Linked DNA regions of Sus scrofa: region 2 is linked to region 1. The links are chromatin contacts, called in public Hi-C maps. All regions are on one chromosome and are shown on one strand. The core of a region is the stretch at or near the end of the contact, and the rest is flanking DNA. Distances in the headings are between cores, read along the strand shown. Region 1 has its middle 170 kb from the start of EEA1. Region 2 has its middle 97 kb from the start of EEA1.

The links. Hi-C and Micro-C count contacts between places; a contact is called where the count stands out from the background.
Region 2: a contact with region 1 is called in a Hi-C map of liver, with 3 times the contacts expected there. The contact joins two enhancer-like sites. A contact is called at or near these places in 1 of 5 promoter capture datasets (liver), 7 of 47 Hi-C or Micro-C datasets (fetal liver, heart right ventricle, liver and 1 more) and 1 of 2 datasets of contacts at active chromatin or transcription factors (skeletal muscle).

What each region holds. Positions count from the first base shown.
Region 1 is chr5:89,955,936-89,960,154 of Sscrofa11.1, reverse strand. No RefSeq gene overlaps it. Among named protein-coding and RNA genes, the nearest start is that of EEA1, 170 kb to the left of the region's middle. Within about 2 kb of position 2,459, at least 15 of the 83 cell types and tissues checked have an H3K27ac peak or open chromatin away from gene starts, as enhancers often do. A contact at or near this core is called in liver, where this site is marked.
Region 2 is chr5:90,032,224-90,036,442 of Sscrofa11.1, reverse strand. No RefSeq gene overlaps it. Among named protein-coding and RNA genes, the nearest start is that of EEA1, 97 kb to the left of the region's middle. Within about 2 kb of position 1,817, at least 7 of the 83 cell types and tissues checked have an H3K27ac peak or open chromatin away from gene starts, as enhancers often do. A contact at or near this core is called in liver, where this site is marked.

The DNA of each region.
Region 1 (4,219 bases), core at 1,210-3,709:
CTGTGTCTGTGACCTACACCACAGCTCATGGCAATGCCGGATCCTTAACCCACTGAGCAAGGCCAGGGATGGAACCTGCAACCTCATGGTTCCTGGTTGGATTCATTAACCACTGTGCCACGACGGGAATTCCTGGTTACTGTAATTTTTAAAAAGTTTTTTAAAAGCATCAGAAAATTTAAGTACTCTCTAAAAAGGAGGAATATATCATTGTTCAAGAATATACATTTAAGGGAGTTCTTTTGTGGAGCAGCAGGTTAAGATCTGGTGTCACCACTGCTGCAGTGAGCGTTGGGTCTCTGGCTCTAGAACTTCCACATACTGTGGGCATGGCCAAGAAAAAAAAAATTAATTTAAAATGGAGAGAAAAATGAGATTGACGACTAGATTCTTCTGTCAGAGCAGGAACTCTTTCCTTTAACAAGTTTTAAATGAAAATACTCATTGATACATCAATATATATTTTAATATTTAAATACACATGTATTATATAATATAATATACAAACGTATTGATGTAATTATTATATACCTTGTATATAATAATATATAAATATACTATATATACTAATATACAGATAAAATAACATGCCTTATTATAATATATATATTATATTTTAATAGTCAATTAGTACATTTTCATTTAAAATTTATTAAAGGAAAGTGTTCCTTCTCTGACAGAATGATATATAATTATTATACATTATATATAATTTAAATATATAGATTTTATTATTAGGGTGTGGCCCTAATAGACAAAGAAAAGAAAAAGGTTAAAAAAGAATCCATTATGTTTGTGCCCTAATATGTCAATATCCCTCAGATAACCACTTACAAAGATATCAGTGATGATAGAGAGATGATAGATAGAGGGAAAGAGAGATACACACATACACACAATAGACCAAAATTCAAATATTTTTTGAGTAGGATAAAAATAGCTACATTCACAGGAGAATTTCTGCTACGCCTTGCATTGAACCAGATTGTTACTCATTAATCCATTCCATCCTCACAATAATTAGCATATTATCCCCATTTCTCAGATAAGGAAACTGAGATTTTAAGAGATTTGAGTAACTACCTGAGATTAAACAGTTGATTAGTGGCTAGTAACCTACTCTTACTGCTGATCCTAAAACTGAATCATTAACTCAACCTACTCCTACTTCCTACCATCTCATTCTATAAATGTTCAAAGTTAATCCCAGAGAAATTTAAAAGCCTGACCAAAGTTTCTATTGTTCACTAGCAGAGAAAAGACTTCTAACGTCCAGGCTAGGGGTTGAATCGGAGCTGCAGTCGCTGGCCTACACCACAGCCACAGCAACCCAGGATCCGAACCTCATCTGCGACCTACACCACAGCTCACAGCACGCCGGATCGCCAACCCACTGAGCAAGGCCAGGGATCAAACCCGCATCCTCATGGATTCTAGTCGGATTTGTCTCCGCTGAGCCAGGACAGGAACTCTGTGACTTCTGTTTTAAACAGCAATTGCTATTACCTGAAGAGATCACAATAAAAGGAGGGTGGCTGGCCCTGGCTGTGTGCTTGAGGGAAGTGACTACAGGGATGTTGTAAAATTCTAACCTACTCGTGAAGTTCAAAAGTAGCATCATTATCCTTTCTGCCGTCAGCACTATACTACTGGGCATGTTCCCAGCATCTAGCACAGTGCCTGGCACATAGTAGACACTCAATGGATGCTTGCTGAATGGATATTCAATATAAATATAAGCAGTATACTGTGGACAAAATAGAAATCAGTGTCTCTGAACCAAAAAAATAAATTCTTTCCCCCTTAACATTGTGCAGATAATACCAATGAAAAGATATGCTTTCTTTCCCTTGCCCCCAACTCACGTCAGGACAATTTTTATTTGGATCTGTGAGACAGCTGTGTAAAAACAGGCTTATCCGTCAATTCTTTGAGCTAACGATCATGACATTGTGACTTGTCACCAGATCTCAAGGCCAGATCTTCCAGGTCAATCTAACTCCATTTGTGTATTACTTGTTCTTTTGCAATAAAATTCCAATATTAGGAGTTGATTATTTACCCCCAATGATGGACAAGGGGCCAGACTCTGCTCACCCCTGAAAAGCCTGTGCAGAAACTTACAACATGAAATGGGAGTTTTCTTTTCCTCCTTTCTGTTAAATTCTAACTCACCTCCCTTCACCCACATGGCAAGACTCCCTGCCTGCCTCAGGCAGCCTCTGCCAGCCAGGCCAGGCAGATCTTGAAGATCTGAAGGTCTGAAGCAGGGAGGCCTAAAAGGAAATAATACTCTCATTCCAAAGTTACTTTGTCTTCACGGGGAAAATTTTTTTTCAAAGAAAAGTAAACGCAGCCAATCTGAGAAATCTTAGTTGATTATTTACTCTCACTTAACCTTCGAAAGATTCCACTGCAAAAGGTAGGGCAGGTATTTACACAGTTCACAGCCCAGGAACTTCCTTTCCTCTGCATACCCAGCTGAGTTAAGCTATTTGGCTGCGGCTTATCCATAAAGAGGCCAAGTCTATGACCCTCTGCATTTCCCCACTTGCCTCACAGTGACTATTCAAAGGCTGCTAACAAGGCTGGAAGAGTTAGATTTTGCATCGTGCTTGAATTATTGATGGAGCTTTGCAAATCAGCTTTACCTGTGCATGTGACTACCCTTAGCTAATCTTTACTGGCTATGAGGAAGGTGTCAACCTAAGGGCTAGTGAAGACTTAAACTCTATAAAGGGAAACTCTCTCAAAGTACAAGATCAAAACTCAAGTATGAGTTTACTGTTATAAAATAATGCTTCTGGAGTTTCGAGGTAACATTTTATGGGACTTGAGATTTTCAGACCAAATCTTTGTGTAGAGATAAGAACAGTTCTTCTTTAGAATATTATTATTAATCACCTAAAGTAAGTATCAAAAGACTTAAATGCTATTGCAAAATAGGAAATAATGCCATGTAGAAATTCATGCTGAGGGCTGTTGTTTCAAAGGGTATAAGGAGCACCATCCATCCCTCTTGGGGTCCTTTAAAAATAGACTCAGTGAAAGTGGAGTGGCTCATGTTACATAAGAGGCAGAGTGAAGATGACACATGGTAACTAGACTTAACCCCCAAATTAACAATGCACTGTTATTATGACCATATCAGTTAGGAAAAGCAATTTGGTACAGATAACAGAGGTACTATGAGTGGCTAAAGCAAATCCATGGTTTATTCTCATACATTAAGTTGGAAATGTACAAAAATTAGGGACTCAAGTGTTCCATGTTTCTCTTCCACCATCTTTAACCTCGTGATCCAAGATGGTTGCTGAAGTTCCAGCTATCCCATCCATATCCCAGGAAAGAAGAGAAAGAAGAAAAGGCACAAAAGGAGAGTCCTAGCTTGTTTCCCAGAAGCCTCACCCATAGAGTTGCCAATTTGGTAAATGAAAATATTGATATAGTCTATGGGACATACTCATATTAAAACTTACTCGTTGTTCATCTGAAATTCAAATTTAACCAGGGAACTCATATTTTAACTTGACAATGCTGCCCTCCCAGCAACAACTCTGTAGGCCTCGTTAGCCACCCCTACTGTAAGGGAGGCTGGGAAATGTAGTCTTTAGCCAGGCACATCACCGTGTCTGTATTGTTTCACTAAGGAAGAAATGGAGAGTGAATATTGCCTAAAGAGCCAATGTCTTTGAGGGAGTGAGAGTTAACCTGGGAAAAGGCCAGGGCCTCATCCATACCCCACACTTCTGTGCAGCACGCCCTGACTGCATCAGTGCTTCGTGGTCACTCTGGCCTCTGAATACCTTTGACTTTTTTTTGCCTCACTCTAGATACAAAGTAAAGATACTGATTTTTAATAAACATACAAGAATGAATATATTCAGGAGTTCATGTTGTCTTCCAAGGGATTAGACCTTAACAGGGCTGCCACCCTTCAAAATAGTTTTGAAATTTCGATCCTGATGAAGCAGTAGTCTTTCCTTACGAGGGATATTGCAGGTTCAGGCAAGACCAAGGAGGCCTTGGAAATGGTCCTCTCTGAGGGGCGCATTCAACAAATTTCATTGCGCATCCATCTTATACCATGCCTGCCCAGAGCTTCCTTCCATCATGATAAGAACACAAGATTATTTTCTGGAATGTCACCAGCTCCAGCCAGTGGGGACAGGATGGACAAAGTAGGTTGTTTAGGAAACTGGCCTTGGAAAGCTCAGTG
Region 2 (4,219 bases), core at 568-3,067, 77 kb before region 1:
AGATTTGTTTTTCTATATCAAAAACCTGATGACCTGTATCAGCAAGTCACCCATGAACACCCAAAAAAGATAAACTGCAATGGAAACAGCATCTTAGAGATCAAGGATGAGTCTGTGACAATAAAATAGGCCCAAAGTCTGGGTTTCCAGTTTATTTGGCAATAATTATGGAGACACATGAAACATAATTCTATAATACGTTCAAGGCTTGGGAACACGAGCATCAGATAATGTGTTGATCTAAAACACTACATTATGAAATTCGATTCAGCCTTTTAAATCTTGTACACTTGCTGCAAAAATAACTGCTATAAAAGAAAAGCAGACAAGGTGAACAATGCACACCATGAATGCTCTTGTACAGGTGAGTTAAGGAGTATTTGCCTTTGTCTCACTTATATGGTGAAATTTGCAGTTACAACATAGACTTTCTAAAACAGCAAAGTGGAGATTCTAAACCAGCAACAGGCAGCCTCAGGGCTGATGTGAATTTGCTGGCTACCTGGTAGCAATACCAAAAGGTACGGTGGGCTGCAGTAGGTTTTCTCTAAACTTTGCCTTTCTTTTCCTTTTCTCTGTGCAGGCTATAAACAGATTGTAAATTGTGTGACACCACAGAACCTGAGAGACAATGTCAGGCTACTTTTTTTTTTTTTTTTTTTTTCTTTTTAAGACTGCAAAAACAGCATATGGAGGTTCCCGACCAGGGGTCTAATCGAGCTACAGCTGCCAGCCTACAGCACAGCCACAGCAATGCAGGATCTGAACTGCATCTGTGACCTACACCACAGCTCACAGCAACACCGGATACTTAACCCACTGAGCGAGGCCAGGGATCAAACCCACAACCTCAACTTCCTAGTCAGATTCGTTTCCACTGAGCCACGACAGGAATTCCAATGCCAGGCTGCTTTTAGTCTCATCTACCAGACCATAGAAAATTTGCTTTTTTACCCAAAATTGCTTGACCTGTGCTCTTGACCTTGATGCCTATGACTTCATTCATTTTTCAGAGAACACTGAAGCCGGAAGGACCAGGGAATGAGAGTAGGGACCAGATGAATGGTTGTATCAATGGTGTTTTTTCTGTATCTAATGATGTTTTGACATTTTGGGGACCTTGCAGACCTGGATAGAAAGGTATCCCTTTCAGGGCTAGCTAATTCCTAAAGATAACATCTTATCCATGAACACAACATTTGTACTCAAACCAACCAGTCCTGAGCCCATTTCCTCCAAGCATCCCCTTTATATAACTGTCCACACTCCAAGCCAATATTTTCTCTGCCCTAAATCATCCCAGGCAGGTACTGAACAACCAGAGACCACCTCTGTAACCCAAAGCCTGCCAGAATTAGTCAAATAAGCCCATTTGAGCTGTTTACTCTGCCCTGCCATGTCTTTTCTGCAGAGACCCCATTAAAGGCTCTGGCCTAAGCATTCCTCTGGCCCCTTTCTGCCTCCTGACCAAACCCAGTGCTCCCTAGGTGGCCCTTGTGGCATTGCAGCTCCTCTTGGGAAATGCAGGAATACATTTCTCTTTCAATGGTACCAGCATCTCCATGTCACAACTCAGTCACCTTCATGAATTAAAATGAGCACAAATGAGACAATGGACTTTTGCTGTCATTTTTAGAAACATGGGAGCTTAGCTTCAAGTCCGGCTCAGAGACAATCTACTTTCACAAAAGAAGCATAAGTGACTAACACACAGGCCAGGACGGCAAGCAGACACTCTCTCTCGCTCTCTGCCTATTTCTGATGTGGCCTAGTGATGCATCAGGAAGCACATACTCTTGTTGACTTTCTATCATGACACAAAATCCAGAATACTTGTGTAATCTTCTGAAGAAAGTAGAAATGCAGGTCTGTAGAGGAAGTGAAACAGTAGAGCCTTGCCTTCCTGATTCCCCAGTGGAGCCACTGGAATAGCAACACCAGTGATGACAGTGGCGGTGAACACTTATGTACCGAGTGCCTGGCTCTGTGTCCAGTGCTTTACAAACATCATCTCTTTAAACTTCACAACTCAGCTATGAGGTAGCTGTCGTTGTTATCCTATTTTAGAGGTGAGAATTGAGAGGCAAAGGTCACTGGTCCAAGGTCATGTGTTTGTTAACTTGTGTTCTGGGACTAGAGACACCAAGTCTAAATCCATAGCCCATGCTCTCAACGCCTACCCTGTGCTGCATCCGCCATAGACCAATGAGGCCCATTCTCCCCTTGGATGCAGAACCAAGGGCACAAGTCCTTTGTGAATGAAATGTCAGTCTGAAAACCTCAACCCCTGGTCGGTATCTCCAGCTGGCTGATGGATGGTGCCATGTTGCCTTCCAAAGCAAACATATTTTTGGTAGATATTCAGAAGCAGGGCCATGAGGCAATATTGTGAAATAGGCAAAACTCTCGATTTCTGGTGGTTGCTTTCCCTGGAATTCAGTGCCGTCATTAACACTGTGGATGACTCAGATCACTCCACTCCCAATTGGCTCCTCTGCGGTCTGTGCCTTAGACCCCAAACTACTTCTCTGTCAGAACTCCCACTCCTTTTGTTTTTGAAATCCACGGAAGGTTCTGAATTCAAATGGACCTGGCTTCTAATTCTACCTGTACAGTTTCTAGCTATATGACCTTAAGCTCTAATTCTCTCATCTGTAAAACTGCTATAGGAGTACAAACTTTCTCAGCAGTTGTTTTTGTTTTGTTTTTGTTTTCGTTTTTGTTTTCTGCACTCATGGCATTCGGAAGTTCCCAGGCCAGGGACTGAACCTGAACCACAGAAGTAACTTGAGCCACAGCAGTGACAATGCTGGGTCTTAAATTCTAGGCCACCAGGGAACTCCTCCCAACTTTTTCATAAGGATAAAAATGACATGTCATGGAGTTCCCATCGTGGCAGTGGAAATGAATCTGACTAGTACCCACGAGGATGCAGATTTGATCCCTGGCTTTGCTCAGTTGGGTTAAGGATCTGGAGTTGCCGTGAGCTGTGGTGCAGGTCACAGATCCTGTGTTGCTGTGTCTGTGGCATAGGCTGGCAGCAACAGTTCATATCATATCCAACCCCTAGCTGTGGGTATGACCCTAAAAAGACAAAAAAATAAATAAAAATTACATGCCATGATGTGTGTTGTCAAGATCAACTCTTAACACATAACTGGTGTTCCATAATGATAGTTCAGTCATAAGGAATAGTTCCCTAATTTCCATATATGCTATTTGAATATAAAATAACTACATTAAGGGAGTTCCTTGGTGGCCTAGAGGTTAAGGACGTAGCATTGCTACTGTTGCGCCTTGCATTACTGCTGTGGTGCAGTTTCAATCCCTGGTCTCAGAACTTTCACATGCCACGGGTGCAGACAAAAAATAAACTATACTAGATTCTAGAGCCACAAAAGAGTCACCTCTTTGCACTATAGACACACTTCACAAAATGGCTTGATAAACCAGCCATGAAAGTAAGTACTGGCAGCACATGTTTGTTAAGTATTCAAAAGAAATAGGGGAAGTTCTGATAAAACTGGACAGTAAAATAAATTAAAAGTAAACAATAGATCTAAGAAGAGAATGCAGTCTGCTTTACAATGCTGCCATGGGTTTGCAGTTCCCATTTCATGAAACTCTAAAGTCTTTTTAAATAAGTTCAGCAAAAATGATGGAGGGGAAAAGCAGGAAGCGAAGTGTCATGAAACTGAAGACTTCATCTCGGCTCTGCCACTTATTGTCCATATAACCTTGGAAACATCACTCAACTTTGATGGACAGCTACTTCCTCTTCTGTAAAATCAGAGTGTTAGGCCAGACAGGCCCCGAGATTTCTTCCAGTTGGACTCTTCTGAGAGTCAACGAGTCCGACTCCACCATTGTCCCTCCCCTCCTTCTCTGGAGATAGGTTTGCCGCAGTAACCACTGTTGCCCCCAAATAACATCACGTAGCCGAGTCCAGTCACGCACAGGAATTCCAGGCCCTGTGACCGTGAATTCGAATCCCCCTTTGGTTACACCATCATTGAATGACCTTGGGCAGGGCCTCTAACTTCAGCTAACTGCCCCAGATGCTTCGTCAAACAAAAGCCTTTAGGATTTACGGGACAAATTCCAAACTCCTTATACTCTGCAGACTGCCTTCGAAATGACTTTACAATACTTGGGACCACGGATGACAAATCATGAAATTAGGATTGTTCACTTCTCAGCTGTATTGTGCCCCATCTCC